Regions from separate parts of the Mus musculus genome. Here all the other regions are linked to region 2. The links are chromatin contacts, called in public HiChIP or PLAC-seq and Micro-C maps. All regions are on one chromosome and are shown on one strand. The core of a region is the stretch at or near the end of the contact, and the rest is flanking DNA. Distances in the headings are between cores, read along the strand shown. Region 1 holds the start of 2700070H01Rik (RIKEN cDNA 2700070H01 gene). Region 2 holds the start of Fam167a (family with sequence similarity 167, member A). Region 3 has its middle 9.3 kb from the start of Gm41175. Region 4 holds the start of Ctsb (cathepsin B).

Region 1 (5,263 bases), core at 32-2,531, 380 kb before region 2:
TTCAAATGTTAATTTTAGAAAGTCCTTGAGATTACTTCTATGAAGATATGATGTGTGTGTGTGTGTGCATTTGCATGTGTGTATGTTCGAGTGAAATGTGGGTGGTGTGTGCATGCATGTGCGTGTGTCTGTGTGTGTGTTGTGCATGTGCATGCTACAACCCATGTGTGGAGGTCAGGAGACAGCTTTGTCGAGTTGGTTTCTTTTTTTCCCTTCCCTTCTCTCTTTGTACATAGGTTCTAGGAGTGGCGCAGAGATGACCCTGAGCTGTCTCACTAGCCCAATATTGGAGTGCTTTTAAATGGAACACACCCAAGCTAAAAAAAAACCTTCTGCTACTCACAACGCAGCATTGTAGGCAACCTCCCAGACAAAACAATGGGGAAGAGAAGCTGGGCGCAACAGTAACCCCACGGACTGCCACTCACTTGAATTTTAAGAACATGGCACTGTGTCCAAAGCAGGGAAGGGGCTGTTTCTGGTGGGTGAGTGAGGAGGAAGAGGATGAAGAAAGTGTTGAGAACACTCTGGGAACCTGTATATGAACCCAAACATTTTAAGAGCCCCTCAATCCACTTGCACACAGAAGACCTGTCATCCACAATATTTCTTAATGAGTTCTTGGGCCTCATAGACACATTGGGAGCTTTTAATCAGTGAGTGGAGCTAGGAAGTGGGTCACATCATCCCAGAAAAAAAAAAAAAAAAAGTAACTAACAAGCTTTCCTGGGTAGCCTCTGAAAACCCCAAAGAGCTGGAAAGGCCTCCTAGGATAACAACAAATGCTGGAAGTGTTTCAGAATAGCAGCACAGATGTCCGGGGGAGCATAATTGTTCCTTCTGCGTGTGGTAGGCTAGTTCAGGGTCCAGTCAGAGCTCACCAGACCCCTGAGAGAACCAGGAAAGAGGCTAGCCCAGCCTTTCAGTTGAGCTCCCATTTTCTCTTCCAGACCTCAAGCATGGGCTGCCTGGCCACTCCCTGCCCTCTGAGTCTCTTCTCATCATTCTCAGAATGAGGCACTGTCCAGACAAGACCCAGGCTGTCCACCCTGTGGCGCCAGCAAGCGGAGAGCAGACAGCAGGGCCCCTGCCTCCACCACCTCCCTTCCCCTGGCACCAAAACAAATGACCTCATCTGAGGAACCAGCTCCTATCAGCCACCAGCCTCCCTCCAGGCCAGCAGAGGGATCAACGGGAGGGGAGGAGGCTGGCCCTGGGCTCTGCCTACTTTGGCACAGACCTGGTTCTGCGGAGCATCAGCTGCCGCCTTTAAATCAGGGAGGCTTCGGCTTTGTTCTTGGGTCCTGGATACTGGGTGAGCCCTACTCCTGCATGTAGCCCCCCCCCCCCCCCCGACGTCTCCCTCTGTGCTATCCTTGGGTACACATAACTACAAAGGACAGCCACCACACAAATAGCCAACGAAGGACTGAGGAGGCTCTGTGTATGCATGTGTGCATGCATGCATGCTTGCATGCGTGTGTGCTTGTGAACAGCCTCAGGTATTCATTCTTGGTTTTAGACACTACTCAGTGGCCTGGAACTCAGCAAGAAGGCTACACTGGCTGGCCACCAAGCCCAGGGATCCACTGCCTCTGCCTTCCAGGGGCTAGGGTTGCACACATATACACCACCTGACTTTTTGTGGTTATCATGGTTTTGGTTTGTATTGATTGATTGATTGGTTGGTTGATTGCACGGATGATTCTGGAGAGTCCACAGTGCCTTTACTCTGTGCAAGAGAGTCATTTCACCCAGTCCAGAAATGGAAGTCTAGGATTCTAACTGTGCCAGGGCCCCATCACCCCCTGTTCTGCCCTGGCACTGCAGTGGTGTGGTAGAGGCCTCCTATAGGTGATGGGGTGGCAGCCATGTCCCACCAGATGATGTGACTGACATGGTGGCTTTGATATCAGTATCTTTTTCCAATCTGGTTCAGCATTTAATGATGGTGCTCATGATGTTGTCTACCCAGGGGCAGACTCTCGAGACTTCCACAACATGTGACCTTCAGCAAAGTCTTAGAACACTTCTAGACCTCAGCAAGTAACCTACGAGAGGCGGTTATGACTGGTCCTGTCTTCAAGCTAGGCTGCAAGAGTCAAGTGGCAACTGAATCAGTGCATCATGCCCAGCATGGAGGAAGCCATCAGTCATCCTGGTCAGTTATCAAGATCCACAGGGTGGTGGCCTCGGAAAGTGTGCGGCTCCATCTGACTTCTCTATCCCAGTCAGTCTGACTGCACCTCCTGTTGAGTGTGTGAATAGGGGCCCAGTGACCTTCCCAAAGGTGGCTGGCATCCCTGTATGCTGGATCGCAGGACCCATTTTGGTCTTTCTGTCCTTGCCCAGGCTAGTATACACAGTGATTATGTATGCATTGCAAGCACCTTATTATTAGAAGAGAGCAGGGGTGTGGCTAAATCGGTAGAGTGCTTGCCTAGCACACAGGAAACCCTGGGTTCCATTCTCAGCACTGCATAAACGGTGCTGCTCAGTGCTGTAATCCCAGCACTCAGGAGATGGAGGCAGGGGAATCAAGTAAGTTCAGGCTAGCCTGGGATAGCTGAGACTAAAAAGAGGGGGGGCGGGGTGGAGGAGAAAGTGGAAAAAGAAGAGAGAAGGAGGAGAGAAAGGACTAGAGAAAGTAATCGTTAGACAAGAGGTGGATTTTGTTCAGCATCAGGGAAGACCTGTATCAGGTCTCTCTCCCCTGGAGGGCAGCAGATGAAGAAGTGCTACCTTGGATGTTCCCCTAAGTAAACAGAGTCCCCAGCCATTCAGCCCCAGTGTCTGCAGAGACCCCAGCACAGTGACGTCTCTTCTCCACAGGGATCACCATTGGTTGGCCTCTGCACCATGGGATAGATGATCGGACACTAACCTGAGGCAGAAGGAAGGGCCCTGGAGGATCTCTGTCACTCCCCAGAGCCTGCACTCTTACCAGCTCCTGAATGCCCACAGGGGCTTCCTGTGATTTTTGCCATGCTTCGCTTCTGTATCCTGCCTTCAGCAGGTACTACCCTCCCCCACCATCATACTCTGCTGGGGAAGGGATTGCTGAGAACAGCAATCGCCCAAGGACACACAACTACTGTACATGCTAAGTGTTCTGCCCTTATAGAAATACAAGGAAAAGAAACCCTCTTAATGTTTCCCCTCCACTATCCGTATGTGTCTTGGGGTTGTACTGTGTTAGAATGTTAGATTTTCACAACTGCTTTTTGAATTGCTGACTTGGGTTACGCTAAAAAAAAAGAAAGAAAGAAAAAAGAAAAAAAGTGGGTGTTTTAGTCATCATCCTATTGCTGTAGAGAGAGACCCATGACTACAACAACTCTTATAAAAAGAAGCATTTGCTGGGCGTGGTGGCGCATGCCTTTAATCCCAGCACTCAGGAGGCAGAGGCAGAGGCAGGTGGATTTCTGAGTTCGAGGCCAGCCTGGTCTACAAAGTGAGCTCCAGAACAGCCAGGGCTCTACAGAGAAACCCTGTCTCAAAAATAAAAAAAGCAAAAAATAAAATAAATAAAAAGAAGCATTTAATTGGAGCTGGCTTACAGTCTCAGAGGATCAGTCCATTATCAGCATGGCAGGAATCGAGAAATCATGGCACCATGCAGGCAAAATGGTGCTGGAGGAACTGAGAGTTCGACATCGGGATCCTCAAACAGCAGGAAGAGAAAGACAGTGGGCCTGGCTTGAGCATTTGAAACCCCCAAATCCACCCCCAGTGACATACTTCCTCCAACAAGGTCACACCTACACACCTCCTAAACCTTTCAAATAGTGCCACTCCCTATGAGCCTATGGGGGCCATTTTTATTCAGACAACTACATTGGGCCAACAAGATGGCTCAGGGATTAACTCGGCATTTGCAAACAAGCCAGAAATCCTGAGTTGGAATCTTGGGGTCCCACATGGTAGTGAGAGGGATGAGACAGGCTGATTCCATGACAGGCTTCAAATCGGCAGTTAAGGAGACTAGGCCTAAGAACTAGGCAAGTCGAGGCAAGCCCAGGCAAGTCAATTACTAATAGAAAGAAACCCAGGCTCCAGCCTTCATGCCCAGGCAATGGAATGTTCCAGATACCTGGCCTGAGACAAGGACAATGGGTCAGCAGCAGCTTCCAGACTTCCTCAGCTGCTTCCTCAGTAACAGTTTGCAGACCTCCCCAGCAAGTTTCCAGCCCCCACACCCAGGTAATGGAATGTCCGTAGAGATGGACCCAACCCCAGAATTCTCTAATGTGCTTGAAATCAGGCCTGCAAGCTCACTTGGGTGTCTCTCTATCTTGGTAATGGGAGATCCCAGCATGCTGGACTTCTGCAGAATAAAACATTCTTTGCGTTTACATACTATCTGAGTCCGGGCTGTCATTCTTTGGTGAATCATGGACCCTTACAGTAGAAGGAGAGAATAGAGTCCCTCAAATTGTCCTCTGACCTCCATGCATTATGGAGGTGTTATGGCTTCATCAGACCAGCTGTCCTCTGTCACCTGAGCACACCAACTCCTCTCCCAGGAGGCTGGCAGGCCCCTATTCCAAAGCAACTAAACGTGACCAGAAGGCTGTGATTTAAAACAAAAACAAAAGAGCAGATATCTCGGAAGAGAGGCAATAGGACCCAGGACTTGCAGTGTCTACTCAGACACTGGAGAAGCATAACATTGACAATGATATTGCCACCCATATGAAGAAAGTCTTTGACAAGAAATTACAATTTGCCCATGCAGGGCAAAACTTGAGTAGCTACACGACACAGGAAACCAAACACGGCAACTATTTCTACCTGGCCATTCTTCTGCTCAAATCTTGTTAAAAGCATGGCCTGTGCCAAACACCCAGTGATCCATCCAGAACTGAGAACAGCATCCTACATCCCAGATACCAGTGGTTGAATCTCCAGGCTTGCTAAGGGAACGCTTTGCTTTGAATCTGCTGTGTTTCGTAGGGTGCACCATCCACTGTGTAAGACAGCCCCCATTTGTATTTGTATTCTAGCCCATACTTCTGTGCCCCACCTCTGCACCCCAACCCCTGCTTAGGCCATTCCTTTAAAAAATAAATTTGTTTGAGATGTTCAAAAATAAAATACAATAACCAATAATGCAATCGAAAGAGATCACTAAGTGAATTTTATCTTGGGATCAGGACAGAATTTCTAACAGTCTCTAAAATAGTCCTAAACACGCACAGTCTCAGAATAGACAATTAGAAATTCAGAGTCCAGAGTGTTAACCATTACACTATGGAACGTT
Region 2 (4,937 bases), core at 2,349-4,848:
AACACGGGTTGCAATCACACCCACCCCTGACATTTGAGAGGCCCAAAGCAAATGCAACGAAAGAGGCCCACGCACCATGTGTCTAAATATTTAAACATTATAAATCAAACTAATAAACTTTGAAATACGGTTTGTTCTTCCCTTCTGCCTTGACAAATAGACATTTATAAGAGCCTCAAAGGCCAAACTCTGATTTCACATCTTGTTGGGGTCCTTCTAGTCTTGGAGTGTGGAATTCAGAAGGGCAGAGGAAATGAGGCATGCTTTCTCTCTGTTCTTTTCTCACCCTGGACACTTAGATTGGACAAAGGGACTCCCAAGTCTAGTAGTCCAGCTTCCATCTGGGTCTTTATATACCAGAGAGGAGACCACAGAAACATAATGGAATAGCCAAACAGTGTGTGTATGTGTGTGTGAATGCATTGTATGTATATATGCGTTTGTGTGTATGTATGTGCTTGCATGTCTGTATGTGCATGTATGTGCATATGTGTATGTGTGTGTGCATGTGTGTACGTGTGTGCATGTGTGTGCATGTATACATATCATCACACATGGTGTTCTTACAGGTTCTGGGGATTGAACTCAGGAGTTCCTTCTTCCAAGGCAAGCACTTTACAGTCAGAACCACCTCCCTAGCCTCAAACAGCTATTTCTCCGAAAACATCCTGGGTTCTGCTATCCAGACTGTAGAGCAAAAAGGAGTGGGGGTGGGGGGGGGGACTGGGAGAGACACATCTGGAGCCTGCAGCCACTTGATCTGGAGCAGGCCCAGCATACAGCTACCACATGTATCCTGGGAGTCCTCTTACCCACAAATCAACACCAAGGAAATCATTTCCATTCATCCACAAAGTCACTGCACATCGAAGACCTCAGTGGCTGCCTCCCATACCCCAAACACCACCAGGGCCAAGGCTCAAACCCATGTCCTTCTACCTCCTGAGTCCCTATTGAGTCCTTCCTCTCTGCTACCCCCACTGGCATCCTCCCCTGGGAAATACAAAGTTGATGCCCTCCCTTCCTCTGCCCCATCGGAATCTGTGTGTTATTTGCTTCCTGCCTCCAGTGAAGGGAGCATCATCACCTGATCCCAGGCCTCCTGTCTCACTTCTCCTCAGCTAGCTTTCCTAAAACAGGTAAGCTGTGACCTCTCTTCTTAATCCCACTGCCCTGGGGACCGTGTCACACATCGCAGCTCAGCCCCTGGCACCTATATTTCTGACCTCAAACTGGCTGTCCTCTATAACTAGGTCCTTCTCTTCCTCTCCAGTTCTGCTCACTCCCAGCATGCCTTGAAGCCCCACCCCCATCCCTACCCAGCTCCATACCTGGGTGGGGCAGATATCTGCTCTTTTCTGACCCCAGCAACCATGTGAATGGTTGGTTAATTATCTTCCTAGTAACCAATGCCTCAGATGACTGGCCCCTAAGTGGACCTAATGAGCTCCCTGCAGGACAGGAACCTGCCCCCAGCTGCTGAATAGACCTCTCTGAGAGAGAGGAATACACCAATGGCAACCAATTCCTGGCTTCTCTTGAAAGTCACAGTACTATCATTTGGTGGGGAACATCACTTCCAGGAGCAACTAGCAGAAGCTGATAGACTCTGGCCCAGGACCTGACATCCTAACTGCTCTCTGGAGAGAAAAGAGTGCCAGCACCTACCTTGATAACCTGGCAAGGTCAAGGTCTTTTATCTAAGGTGGTCCTCACAAGCCCAAAGCAGGATCTGATATTTACAAGATAATTCTTTTTTGGATGGAAAACAGCCAGTCCCGGAAAACAGAGAAAGATGGGCATTTTGTGTTTCAATTTTAAAACCTTAAAAGTAAGGGATGGATTCTGTCCTGCTTGTCTCAGTGTAGCTGCAAATGATCATCCTGAGAAGGAAGCCTACTGGGAAGCCATGGGAAGTTAGGGCTCCGATCTCCCAACTTTCCAGGTCCTGCTTGGTTTTGTACGAGGGGCCTATTTCCACCCCCAGAGTCATGTTCAAGCCACAGAAGTTTCTGGCTTCTTCCAGGTGAGCAGAGGAGCCCCAGTGACCTTCCAGAATGGCACAAGTGACCTGTGATGGGAAGTGACAGGGCCAACCAAGGCCTTGACTTTTAGTCCCAAGTTTATGTCCCCAGAGAGGTGGTTTTTACCTTCCTTGTCTCTGTGTGTGCAGCATTCCTTCGTCTTCTATACACACACACACACACACACACACACACACACACACTAACACACACACACGCTAACATAGACATATTAACACACACAGCACACAGTAACACATACACTAACACAGACACTAACACACACACTAATACACACACTAACACACACAGTAACACACACAGTAACATACATACAGTTACACACACACTAATACACTAACACACGCTAACACACACACACTAACACACACACCCTGGAACATGCTGCAGACTACCGTTGAACCACTTCCTTCCACAAGGTTCTCAGCCAACACTGAGCTCAAGCAAGTTCCCTGACATCTCTCTGCCACATTCACTGACCTACAAGGAGCACTTGGGCGGGCTGCAGGCATGGCAACGACCAACCAAGCCAGCTACTTGATATCTTCATCCTGCTAACCTCACTCCTACCCCAGTCTACCCAGAGTCCAGACACAGTGGTTCATGGGGAGGGGTAGGTTGGGTGTTGAGGTCACACCTCAGGTGCTCCTCTAGCCAGCAAGAAGGGTCAAGGAGCATCCTTAAAACCACAGCAACTGACTCAAGAGACAGAGGAGATGAAGGTGACTCATTCTCTTGGAAAGACCCTTCTACCCTTAGGGTTTTAGGGAGCTGGTCGAGGACAAAGAGACCACCTTCTGGCATCACCCCAAGCTGGTCTCTTGTGTGGGCCCCTTGCCTCATCCTGCAGTCAGGATGGTCCTAAGAGTCTACAAGCATGTCAGTCCAGCTTCTGTTCTCTGTGACCCTAAGTGCTAGCAGCTCCAGATGCCAACAGCTCTAGGTGCTCACGGAGCAGGGTTGGAACTTAGGGCAGTAGAACCTGACCCTAAGAGTATTAGGACAGATGCAGCTGCTGCAGTTCCCAAGAATGAGGTGCAGGTGGTTAAGGAGGCTCTCACATCAGGCCCACCAGCACTACCCACAGCTCTTTCCTCTTAACATCCCAGTTTTCCCCACTTGAAAACTAAGCCAGAGCTGCCCACAAATGCCTACCCAGCTGGAGCCCTGCAATGGTGTGGCACGCGAGCGCGCGAGCGCGCAGGTCAGTGCCAGTTGGTCTGACTTGGTGGCTGCTGCTGGGATCAGGAACCCAAGACTTTCCTGGGTGGAGTGCAGCCCGCTTTCCCTGCCCATTCCCTCAGCGAACTGCTGACAGTGGCAAAGCCACGTTGCCATGCTTGGAGGGAGGGGGCAGTAAGACGGGACGGGACGGGACATAACTCTCTTTGCTTTGATCTTAATGGGAAAAAAAAGTTTGGGTTTGATTTCGCCTGGAGCTTGCTGAGAGTTCCTGACTGGGCTTGGCCTTGCACGGGGAGGGAGAATCGGGGGTCTTTAGGACCCGGGTGCACTCGGACCAGCGGTGCCGGGAGGCCGACCTGCCGCGGCTTGAATGGGAGGCGGGCGGCGGCGCCGAGAGGCTGGCGGCGGACTAGCTCTACGGTCGCCAGGCAACCGCCCTGACGCAACGCAAAAGAACGTCCCTTCAAAAAAGAACGGTGCGGAGAATTCGCACCGCTACGGAGCCCGGGAGCTCGGGAGGCGGGAGCCGAGCTCCGAGGGAGGGCGGGCGCGGGCTGGCGGCGGGGACCGCGACAGCTCCGAGGACGCGCGACTGGAGCTCAAGAAGGTGGGTTCGCGGCGGTGAGGCTTGGCTGAGGTGCTCGGGGTGCCCAGGTCTTCAGGGTGGGCATTGGGGTCCCTGGATCCCACAGCCCTGGAGGGGCGGGGGGACACCGCCATAGGACAGCGTGGTTCCCTCGTATTTGCTCCTGGGGTTTCAGGCCTCTCTGGAAGGCGGGGGGGGGGGGGGGGGGGAGGGGGGCGGGGGGGCAGGTGTGGACTCCATGCCTCTGGTCCCAGCTCAGGGATATGTATGATTCCAAGTGGGAACCTGGGGGGTCTGTAATGAGAGAGAGAGAGAGAGAGAGAGAGAGAGAGAGAGAGAGAGAGAGAGCTCTTGGGACTGGTCTAGATCAACTCATCTAGGCTGATAACCCCCACACTTATACATCTAAGAGAGATGAGAGTTCTTTTGGGGGGGGGGTGAGACAGGGTTTCTCTATATAACCCTGGCTGTCCTGGAACTCACTTTGTAGACCAGGCTGGCCTCGAACTCAGAAATCTGCCTGCCTCTGCCTCCCAAGTGCTGGGATTAAAGGCGTGCGCCACCCTTAACTCAGGGCTCTTAGCCATATGGCACCCCAAGAGTGATGTCAGGGATACCAGAGGGACTGTACACCCAAACGATGTGCAGTGAATGAGCAGGTCAGCCTTAGAGCTGGGCTCCTGAATGGCCAGAAAGACAAGTGTGTGTGTGGCGGGGTGGGGGTGGGGGCTTTCTCTCAGACGTGGTTTCTGTATGTATGGGTTCTGTTGTGGGTAAGCCCTCTTGGGGACATCTGGAAGATGAGTTGGCTCCAGGTTGGTGTCCTCAGTTTCATTCACTCACCAGCAAGTTCTGTCTCTCCCTCCCACCACCAAACCATCATCCATGGAGAATCTGGGATGAGACCATGTCCTGTACAGAGTGCCTAGTAGATGTGGCTCCAAAGTAGCTTCCCCTCCACACACCAGAGTTCTCTCCATTCTCCTCCCTCCCCTTCTCTTCTCTCCTCTTCCCTTTCCTCTTTCCTCTTTCCTCTCTCCCCTCTCCTCCTCCTCCTTCCTCTCTGTCTCTCTGTCTCTCTGTCTGTCTGTCTCTCTCTCTGTGTCTGTCTGTCTCTCTCC
Region 3 (5,436 bases), core at 2,322-4,821, 400 kb after region 2:
ACTCCTTCTCCTTCCCTCCCTCCCTCCCTTCCTTCTTAATTAATTAAAACCAAGTAACCATGACACATAGATTTGCATGCTCCCCCCTTTAAACAGGGGTTCGCTTCCAGTGTCTGAGGATTTCCCTTTTAAAATTTCAGTGATCAGAAATGTTTTTCTTTTCTATTAGTCACTGGAAAGGATGATGTCAGGCTGTCAGGCTCCTGGCGCCTCTCTCTCGGCGAGCTGGGATTGGATGATGTCCATGGGATGAGATCTTTTGACTCAGAGGCTTTAAGGTCCTTGCTAAATTTGAACAACCTGTCTGTGCCCCACCATGGTGAGATCAGAGCCGTAACAACACAAGATTTAACTTCTTGAAACCCGTGGTGCCTTTTCTTGTGGTGCTTTTCCGTCATGTAACTCCACTCAAGGTGGCCACTTGCAGCAAACAACAGTACCAGGACTTCTCTATAGTCTTGTGTGTCAGTGTAGTCAGAGACGTGAGCGTATACACGTGTCAGTCAACATGGATAGAGATGTACCACTGTGGTTCTATAATTATGTACTTGAGGTTCTGATGCAGCTTTGGTGGGGGTTGATCATTCCTCTACAAGACTCTAATGCTCCACTAGACCTTCTGGCTCTCTGCAGAGTAATGATCTTGGGGATGGACGCTGACAGGTGAGAGGAGCTACCTGTCCTCCTGTCCCTGAGATGAGCTCTCTTCCTTTGTGAAAGTTGCTGTCTCCGTGACACAGAACACTTGATAAAGGAGCACAAGGCAGCTTCTTTTAAACTTCCTTTGGTGCTGATATTAAAAAAAAAAATTCTTTGTTCATTTTGCTTCCTTGCTCATGGCCAGAAGCTGCTTTTCCAAAAAAGAAAAAGAAAAAAAGAAAAAATCTCAACTCACCAATCAAAGTTGACAAAGGATGGTTTTGGGAATAAGAGGTGAGAGGTCAGGCATTCTTAATTTGTGTCTAGACTCCAGACAGTCTCCTCTGTAACCTTCTTAGGTCTCTCAGACTCAGTTTCCCCATCTAAAATGGTTCCCATACTATTTCCATACCTCACGGGGAAGACTATTCATTGAATTGGCTGTTAGGGGCACAGTCAATAAATTGAATTTGGAGACAGCAGCTTGACCTGACTTTGAGATTCTGTGTGTATGTCATTGAGACTTTCACCCTGAGGCTTGGTTCGCTCCCTCTCTGCAGCTACCATCACGGTTTCATCTCCTCCCTCCAGGAATACCTATGGATGGTGTGTAACTGATGGAGAGTCTCTAGGCCGTTACAAGGGAACATCATTAATGCTGTTTAAGGTGCTAGAATCAAACCTCATTTTATACACTTTGGTTCTTAGAGAAAAAAACATGCAGAATTCTCTCTGTGAGGCCTTATAATAGATTGTTATAGCTGGTTGTTTATCCAAAAATGGAGAGGGAACAGAAAACACAAAGAAGATGCAGAGACTTTGCATAAACCATAACTAAAAGACCTTTGTTGTTTCCTATATTAATGTAAACTACCATATATGTATACACATGTGTGTGCATATATGTCTATATATGCTGAAGGCATATAGCAAGAGTGGAAATGTGTATAGTATTCTAAACTCTATTTTCAGTTTTCCCTTGGTTTGTGACGTTGGGTACATGTGTGTGGAAGAGAGTCTGCTGAGGGATGGATGACAGGTGCTGAATGTGAAACAGGAAATCCTCCATCTTCTTTTCTGTTCCATACCTTATAGAAGGCAGGCTGAATGACAGGAGAGAGACATAAAGAAAGATGTGAATATGCTTTCTCATGTTCTGCACATGGATATTACATTTGGCTGTTGTTCATTCTCTATTTGTATTGATGACTGCCTAAGGTGTTCACACATAACATTTACCTCAAGAAAGCTTAAAAAAAAAGGCAGTTTTTTTTTCCTCTCTCATTTCTTAAAAAGTAGTGACTCTCCCCTAACCAAAATGTGGGGCATTGCCACAGAGAGATCAGTAAGAGAATCAAACCATTTCTGGTGCTTTTCTTCATGCCTCGTCCCCAATCCTCTCTTTTAACTGCTACTGTAAGCAAAAATCTGAGATCTAACTTTGTGTAAGAAGTAGTGTGGGGATTCAGGCACGGTGTACTGGTGAATCCAAACTTTGCTGGAACAGGCAGCAATGGGTCTTTCAAAGGTTGGGGTTGGCTTGTGTGGTTTTGGTCTTTAGTGCTGGTGTGTGTGTGTGTGTGTGTGTGTGTGTGTGTACTGTATATGCGTTTCTGTGTATGATGTGTCTGATGGACAGAGAACAAAATACTGCAAACAGAAATGAACAGAAAATCAAATCAATCTATCAGATGCTATTTCTCAGATGATGTACTCGCTCGCCTTGGTGAGAAGCCACTGTCTCACAGCTATGCAATCTTCCAGTTTCCCTCCACCCCCTTCACCTCAGATTCCAAGCTGTTTTCCATATCCCTCACAGATTGGTTTTTTTTTTTTTTTCTCTTTATCCAAGAACCACAATGACCAATCTCTGGTTCAAGGTGAGCATGCTACAGTGATTCTTTGCCTGAATTTAAGAGCTAACAACCACAACAAAAAGTTTTCTTTGCTTTCATTTGAAATGATTCGATGTACTAATCCTGTTTGGTTCTGTACGCGATCTGATGTGCACTTTGTGTTTCTGTGTTTACAGTTTGTTTTCATCCTCTTTGGTTCGAAATGTTTAATTTCCTTTAGAGACTCTACTTTTCATGGTTTTGGGGATGTATTGACTTAATTCAAGAAAAAAAAATTTGGCTTAAGTGGAGCAATGAGCCTGTGATCTCTGTGGCTGAGGGCAGGGTGGCGGGTAGTGTGCACCAGGAGCTATTACTGTAGCCCTACCAACCTGATCCTGACACAGACCATAGCTTGGAGCTGGTGTGCTCTGGGGAGGATCTGACCTGTTGGATGTTTCCCTTTCTTTATTTGTGGCCATCTATATGGAGTAACCTGTCCCCAGAGGGCCAAGTCGAACCTTCCACCTCAGCTTTTGGCCAGTTTCATCTTTCCCAGATAGATGTCACTGCATACCCACTGACAAACCTCACTTTTCTGTCCCCATCCCCTGCCAACATGGACATCAACTTGCCTCTGTTTTCCCGTTGAAGCTAATATAAGTACAAGGGGACTCTTCAAGGGCCTGAAAGCATAAATGCTCAGGAAGTCAGCCTTTCAGTGTGTGCTGTGTGGTGGAGTGATATTCTAAGTATGCTAGCTTCCAGCTCATTGACAATGTCTGTGAGGCTAATTCAAGTGAACTAACACAGCTTCACAAGGTCTTGAGACGTAGTTATAAGGAAGAAGAGAATCCCCGGGTTCTATAAAGCACAACCTAGGCAGGGAAAGCCCTGCAGGCAGAAGGCAGCTCCTCCCTTATTTAGGCTGAGAATGCACAAGTCTGATTTTTGTTCGTGGTTTACAAATCTTGCACAAGGTGGCTGAGCCATCCAAGACAGTTTTTAACAGACAAATTCAGACACTGCCTAACTGCTGTAGCACAAGCTGCTCCCTCGCTCTAACTGATGGGAACATAGATGGAATTCCTTGAGATAAAGAAGGAGATCATTGCTTGCATGAGAGTAGCATAGTCTTTAGCATTCCTCCTGCCCCCTCCCCCCGCAATCTCCCTATTCTCTTAGTTATCAAGAGATGCTTGAGACATATCCCAGGAACTTCTTACTCTTTCTTTCTTCTTCAGTATCTCTTTGGACATTGTTTTCTGGAGACTTTGAGGCCGCCCACCTATATAAACACCCCTCCCAGAAATCCATGCCAGAATCTAATCCATCTGCAAGGTTTAGACCCCTTTCTCTCTGGACCTATGCTATCCATGTTCAGGCCCAGATATGGCCATTCAGATACAATGTTTCCAGGTCTTCCAAGAAATGCAGGTTTGGGGCAAAATGAAGAGAAGCCAGAGGGAAAAGTATGATGGCTGAGTCAACTCCTAACTCTGGGAAGGGACACATATTCCTGCCTTTGAGGTCTGTGATGGCAGTGATTCTCAGGGACTGTGTCTGTGGGTATCAACTGTTCATGACTATACCCTGGCTGAGGAAGCGCCTGTCAGAATGGGCATGCCTTTCTGTAGTTTGTGGGCTGCCCTATGGTAGAAGTGCCTACCACTAGGTGCCACTTGAGACAGTGCACTCGTGTACATGCCAAGAATGTCGAGGCTGGGGAAGCGTGTGAAGCCCAGAGTGTTCCCAGGATGACTTATCAAGGGAAGGAAGACAATCAGGGGACAGCCAAGCTCTCAAGTTCCCCGTAGCACCAGGAATCATGCTGTCAGAGTAATCCCCATCAGGACCATGGGGCAGTGTTAGCCAATCGTAGCAGGATACTTTTACAAGGTCAGGGATGCTGACTTGACTAAGAGCAAGCAAAGCAAGAGACTGATGCTGCTCCCTCACCTAGCTTGGTCCACCAAAATCTTACAAGGCTAGAAATCTCACTCCATGTTACAGGCCATGAAACAGAGACCCATAATGCCTTGAACAGGGTTCTATGGTCAGTCAGAGGTACAGCTGAGGGACTACACAGTAGATTCTGGTCTGCCTCAAGTGTTCACTCATTTTCAGGCTCTTCCCGTATCATTTTTTTTCTTGTCAAAGCTCACAATGATTAAGTGGCTCACATAGCCTGGTAGAGAGTGAGATGGATACCAAGAAATCTGCCATTTTGTTTCCATCCAACAAACACAGCAGGAGGGCCCCAGGCAGGAATCTGAGAAGGTGTCAACCTGAGGTGGGGATGAGCATAGGGCTGGAGCCATGTCTTCTCCTGTCCTGACATTTCTAGGCAGGTTACTTGCCTCCCAGGAGCTTCTGTTTTCCTGTCTCTAAGAAGCAGAGGTGGGGCTGCAGCCTCTATGAACCATGCAACCAGGTAACACTAGACAGCAGGATGAGCAGTACAGTGCTGGAGAGTCTCATATAATGAACTGATGTGTTCAGACCTAGGAAGGCCAATCATGCTCCAAAGCTAAACCAGGGAAGGGAAGGCATCATGACAAGATGGAACCAACTTAAGTGAGAATCACAGCCTCCACCACTGGAGGCAGGAAACAGCGATGGAGGGTAGCACGGGGAGCAGAAAGGGAGCCAGAGAAGTGGGCATGTGGGGTACCTGAGAGGGGTTTGAAGGTGGGGAAGATAAGACAGATATACCCTGCTGACCGTCTCAGTCCCTGCCACTGTATGTTTGCAACCACAGCTCTCCCAGACCACTGCCTGGTAGCACTATGACTCAGTGTACTTGTTTGGACACACAGTCCCAACTCTGCACTAATCTGAAAGGTTGTCCATCGTGAAAGCCCTTCCATCCCATGCACAGAGCTGAGTATCACTGAACGGGACATGGTAGGATCTCAGAGTGTCAAGGAGACACTGTCATCTCAGTTTTGTTCATGACCTC
Region 4 (4,879 bases), core at 780-3,279, 310 kb before region 2:
TTTTTGGAATGTGTTCTCTCCTTCTACTGTGGTTTCCAGGGATCAAAGTGGTATAGGTCATTGGGCTGTGTAGGAAGCACTTTTGCCAGCTGAGCCATCAAACTGATGCTGCGGTCTTGAACTTTGACCTTTCTGCTTCCATCTCATAGTGAGAACCACGATGCCAGGTTTATGGAGGGCTAGGGATGGAACCCAGAACTCTAAGCATACAAGTCAGGATAACTCTACCAGTTGAACTATATTCACAGCCCTGTATGTTGGTCATTTGAGACAGGGTCTCCTGTAGCCCAGGTTGGATTTGAATGTGCTGTGTAGCTCAGATTGACCCTATAGCCCCCAAATTTCCCAAGTGTTAGGACTACGGGTTTATCTCACATGTGACTGCTTATCATTGTTTCGCTTCAGAAGCCTCTCCTTTATTAACACACTGTGATAATGCATGTGTAGCCCTCAGCTCATCTGAGGCGCTATAAAGGAAGGATTTACTACGGTCTATGTGTCCAGGGGGAAGATGATCTATGAAACACTGATGTGCAGGCTGGACTCTGCAGCTGTCTGGACAGGCTGGGGTGAGCAGGCAGTGATATGGGAATATTCTAACATTTTAAAATGAAGCCTTTTTCAGCACCACTGAAGTCAGCCCAAGCCAGGTACTTCTGGGTTCTTGTCTCTCAGTTTTGAGGAAGGAAATTCATGGACCACAGAAGGTGAGTTTTAGGAAGGTGGGAAGGACTGTAGGGAGCTGAAGGGAGAGAAAGAAGGCAAAGGTCTTGAGCAGCCCGTGGGGTCCCTGGAGGGAGTCGGATCCCATCCTGGAGCCCCCCAAAGCCTGGGGGTTAATAGGACTGTAGCCTTTAGTGGGATGGAGGCAGGAAGAAGGTTGAGCTAGCTGGTCAGTCCAGTTTTCATTCCAGGTGTTGAAGTCATTTCAGTTTGGGTCACAGCCTCAGTATGGCTTCCAGGAAAGGTCACTCCTTTGTGGAAAAGACTTGAAGACCCCCTTCCTGGCAGCCAGAGACACTTTTGGCTTAGACACTTAAACATCTCTAGCTCCTGCCAAGGGCCAGGCTCTGGGCATGTCAGAGGACATTTTGGGCTTTTAGCCAAGAAAGGCTGCTCATTTTTGTTTGGACTTTTTACCCTAAAATAAGCAGCCAGTTTCTACCTGTTGTCAGCAGCTGGGACAGCTGGCCTTGGACAGATGGCCATGGACCTGCCTTTCCGCAAGTTTTCTGAGTTCTTCCTGTATTCCACTTAACTGGGGTTCAGTAACTACACTTCCACTCCTGTCCTTAACTGGGAGCCTACCAATAGAACCTTGGAATCCACTAGATCCAAACCTTTCTTATCGTCACAAGCCTGGCTACAAGATACCATGCTGACATGAGGCCATTCCTATATTACAGGATAGACCTAAGGATTGGAGAGATCTGAGGGTGCTCGACCCTGGGGTGGGGGTGGGGGTATGCTATGACCTGTCAGATCAACTAGGTCAGCCAGCTTCTCACTGGCTAGCTTACCACACAAGATGGGGGGAGGTTCATATGGCCTGGCAGGAGTTCTGAATTTCATAACATGCCTTGGACAAAATTCATGGGGTTTTGGTTTCTCTCTTTCTTTTTAAACTAGGGATCGAACCCAGGGCCTTGGGCTTGGTAAGTAAGAGCTCTACTTCTGGGCTACAATCCCAGCCCAGTTCTAGTTTTTGGTTGCTTCCCTTGGTTTGAGTATTTCTACGCCATTATAGTCTGAGCTTCAGAATATAAGGCCAGGAGGCTCCTCCAGACATTTCCAGGTCCCCGAGCCAGCGGGGCCTTCCCGAGGAATGCATGTCACGAAGATGTTGTATCTTCCCAGTGCAGGGTACCTGCAGAGGTCCCTGGAGAGCATCTCTGTGCGAAATGGAAAGAGAGCAGACAAACCACCAGTTTCTTTTGGGTTTAACACAGCTTGCAGAGTCCCGGGATGAAGGGGGAGGGGCCGGCAGGGGCGGGGGCGCGGTCAAGCATCACGTGACGAATCAGCCCCCAGCGGAGGGCGGAGCTGCGCGGGTACTTAGGAGTGCACGGGAGAGGCCAGGAGCGGCTCCGTTTGGCTTGGTGGCTGCAGGCCCAGGCTGTCGCGCTGCGCTCGGTGAGTTTGCCCGGGGCACAGTGGCTCCATGGCGGAAGTCACTTTGGCTGGGGTCGGGGGAGCGGGCTGAGCAGCGGTGGTGGAGACAGGCCCTTCACTTGCCCAGGGCGCAGGCGCGGTTCCTCCGCGGCCCTAGATGCTGCTCGCCCTGGCGGATCGCGGTCTTAGGCTCCCGCAGGCTAGACCGGCAGAGCTCCAGCTTTCACGCTTTAGGGCCGAGCCTGGTGACCCCGCGGTGATCGGCTTCTTTCCAGTGGCCTTGGCGCACTTCAAGGGCGGAGGTGGGGACTTCGGGGAGCTCCGAGGGAGGAGCTTAAAGGGAAGGGTTCAGCTCTGGCCCTTCCAGCTCGCAGATTGCAAGTCTCAGGGGTGCTCAGGGCGAGTATCGACCTGCATCTAGTGCAGGTTTGTGGCTTATTCTAAAGAATCTGCCCCGGGAACTTTTCCACACACAAACCCACGCAGTGCCTGGCACCCTAAAAGACCTGTTCTATTGAGAATGGGAACCTGGTAGTGGGTGGCTGGGGTGGAACCTGCACGAAGAGTTAAACCGAGAAACAGGAAGAGAAGCAGAGCTAAAGGATAGGGGCTCTCCCAGAACCTTTCTCTGGAGGGGAATGGCCAATGTGATGGAGGAAAGGTACTTGCAGGACAGCCTCCTTCAGTCAGGGCCCTGCTAGCCGGGAGAGATAGCATCCTCTCCCAGAGTGCTGGGCGTGCGGACCAAGAGATAGGTAAATTGGACTTGGTCCCCTAGGGCCCAAGAGTAAAGGACTAAAACCCATCCGCACCTTACCTCCACCTAACCAGATCCCCTCACGTGTTTGGGAAGGGAGATAAATTGTGGGATTGAAAGGGAAGTTTAACTCCTTTTAGTGTCTCGGGAAGACTGATCTCCAGGTGCTTCCTGTGAGGGACTGCTGTGGAGGTATGGTCTGCAGTCCCCGGATTCAGAGTAGCATTTGCAAAATGTTGGTGAAGGTGTCATCTTTGTTCGAAGCCGTTCAGGGGACAGTTGTTTCCCATAGGCTCTGGCCATGGTGACCTAAAACTCCAGAGTCCCCAGAGCCATACCAGAGCAAGGCAATCACGGCACTTGGAAGGCTGAGGCAGGAGAATCGCTGTGCATTGGAAACCAGCCTGGGCTATGTAATGGATTCCACAACAGTGGGACTACAGAGGGAAACGGTTTCATTTCTTAATCCCTCCTTCCTTCCTTAAAAAAAAAAAAAACTCATGCTTAAAAGAAGGTGGAGGAAAATGACCTCTGCTCCTTTAAAGCCACGTGACCCAGGCCTACGGGACTGCTAGTGGGGTGGGGCGAGCCGGGCCCACGCCTGTGCTTCACCAGCCCAGGTGCCAGCAGAGATTTCCAGCATTCCCCTTGACGTTGGCCTAAATGTTTTCAGACTAGTCAGGCAGTGGAGGGTTGGCGCTCTTGGCTCCAGGTTGAAACTGTTCCCTGGAGGTGCTGGCTCAGCATTCTAGGCTACGGCCCTTTTATGGTATGGGTAGAAACCTTTAGATATAGGAGTCTCCGGTTGGCCACTGACTTTTGATGTACTGATGTAAGGAAAATATTAGCTATGTGTGAGGTGGAACTCTATGCAGTAGAACTTTTGAAAATCAAAAGGGAAACCAGGAACTTGAGTATGATTGGTGTGAAGGGTTGTGGTGGGGCCTCTAGGTAAGGTGAGGTGTACAAAGGTCTCTATTGCCTTTGCTTAGTTAACATATCCCTGCTCTGGTACTCTGCAGGAGCTGCCTACGGAAGGGTGGGAGAAGGATCAATCTGGAGTCCTTTTGTTGCTTATTTTCCACCCAGCACTGAACATGGTGGAAGTTCTAGGGGTGGAGTTCTGCCTCCCTCGCACTGATATCCAACCCAGAGCCTCGTGCATCCTAATCATGCAGTCTGCCACTCTATCATACCCAGCCAGCTTTAACCAGTCTCCTCCCTCCGCTAGCCCTCTCAGTTTTTTGAGGCAGGTTTTACCCTACTGTAGGACAGTTTTGCCTCAACCTCCTGAATGCTAGGGTTACAAACAATAGCTAATGCTCCTGGGTTAGGCCATATTTTTATTTTATTTTATTTATTTATTTATTTATTTATTTGTTTATTTATTTATTTTGAGAACAGGGGTGTGTAGTAGTTGTGGCTAGCCTGGAACTAACTGGCTATGTAGACCAGGATGGCCGGGGCATGATGGGGTACACAAACTCAGAGATAAATCTGCCTCTGCCTCCCCCGTGCTGGGATTAACTGGGATTAAAACCGTGGGCCACCACCTAGCAATCCTTTCATTTTTACCTTCAAGCCTGAACCCCCCTTCCTGCAGACCTGAGGCCTTCCAGGCTCAGGTTTGGGGTAGAAGTGGGTGGCTCCTCTTTGGTGGGTCTTGCTTGGTTGGGGTCGGTTTGGCTCCAGGACTTGCTTTGTCTGTCACAGGGACTTTGACAGCTGTTGCTTTCCTTATTCTTTCCTACTTCTGCACTTGAGATACCATGTCTAAGTATTGGTTTATGTAACTTATAGTGTGTTCACTTATTGTTCACTCAGTTGATAAGATTTGTTGGTGTTGACTGATACCTGTAGATTTAACAGTTATTTTAATTTGTTGGGGACAGGTGGCAGTGTGACAGGGGCTTCATGTATCCCAGCTAACTCACCACATAGGAGAGGATGGCTTTGAACTCCTGATCTTCCTGCCCACTTCCCAAGTGCTGAGATTACAGGTGTGCACCC

What was found. Hi-C and Micro-C count contacts between places; a contact is called where the count stands out from the background. HiChIP or PLAC-seq counts read pairs in DNA pulled down with a chosen protein or histone mark.
Region 1: a contact with region 2 is called in an H3K27ac HiChIP or PLAC-seq map of extraembryonic endoderm stem cells. The contact joins the promoter of 2700070H01Rik here to the promoter of Fam167a in region 2. A contact is called at or near these places in 3 of 39 promoter capture datasets (embryonic stem cells, liver and stem cell-derived epiblast-like cells), 2 of 115 datasets of contacts at active chromatin or transcription factors (astrocytes and extraembryonic endoderm stem cells) and 2 of 9 other capture datasets (adipose tissue and embryonic stem cells).
Region 3: a contact with region 2 is called in an H3K27ac HiChIP or PLAC-seq map of extraembryonic endoderm stem cells, with 2.6 times the contacts expected there. The contact joins the enhancer-like site here to the promoter of Fam167a in region 2. A contact is called at or near these places in 9 of 39 promoter capture datasets (the 3T3-L1 cell line, the HPC-7 cell line, cranial neural crest and 4 more) and 1 of 115 datasets of contacts at active chromatin or transcription factors (extraembryonic endoderm stem cells).
Region 4: a Micro-C map of embryonic stem cells shows a contact between it and region 2, with 1.8 times the contacts expected there. The contact joins the promoter of Ctsb here to the promoter of Fam167a in region 2. A contact is called at or near these places in 1 of 484 Hi-C or Micro-C datasets (embryonic stem cells), 1 of 115 datasets of contacts at active chromatin or transcription factors (bone marrow-derived dendritic cells) and 1 of 9 other capture datasets (adipose tissue).

Annotation. Positions count from the first base shown.
Region 1 is chr14:63,053,792-63,059,054 of GRCm38.p6, forward strand. 2700070H01Rik (RIKEN cDNA 2700070H01 gene) reads left to right here and starts at 1,282. Exons shown (of 3, transcript NR_046019.1): 1 at 1,282-1,315; 2 at 1,976-2,161; 3 at 2,833-4,358.
Region 2 is chr14:63,432,796-63,437,732 of GRCm38.p6, forward strand. It overlaps Fam167a (family with sequence similarity 167, member A), which reads left to right and starts at 3,599. Exons shown (of 4, transcript NM_177628.4): 1 at 3,599-3,837.
Region 3 is chr14:63,832,615-63,838,050 of GRCm38.p6, forward strand. It overlaps a transcript of Xkr6 not described here. Among named protein-coding and RNA genes, the nearest start is that of Gm41175, 9.3 kb to the left of the region's middle. Within about 2 kb of position 3,572, at least 1 of the 459 cell types and tissues checked has an H3K27ac peak or open chromatin away from gene starts, as enhancers often do. A contact at or near this core is called in extraembryonic endoderm stem cells, where this site is marked.
Region 4 is chr14:63,120,433-63,125,311 of GRCm38.p6, forward strand. Ctsb (cathepsin B) reads left to right here and starts at 2,030. Exons shown (of 10, transcript NM_007798.3): 1 at 2,030-2,133.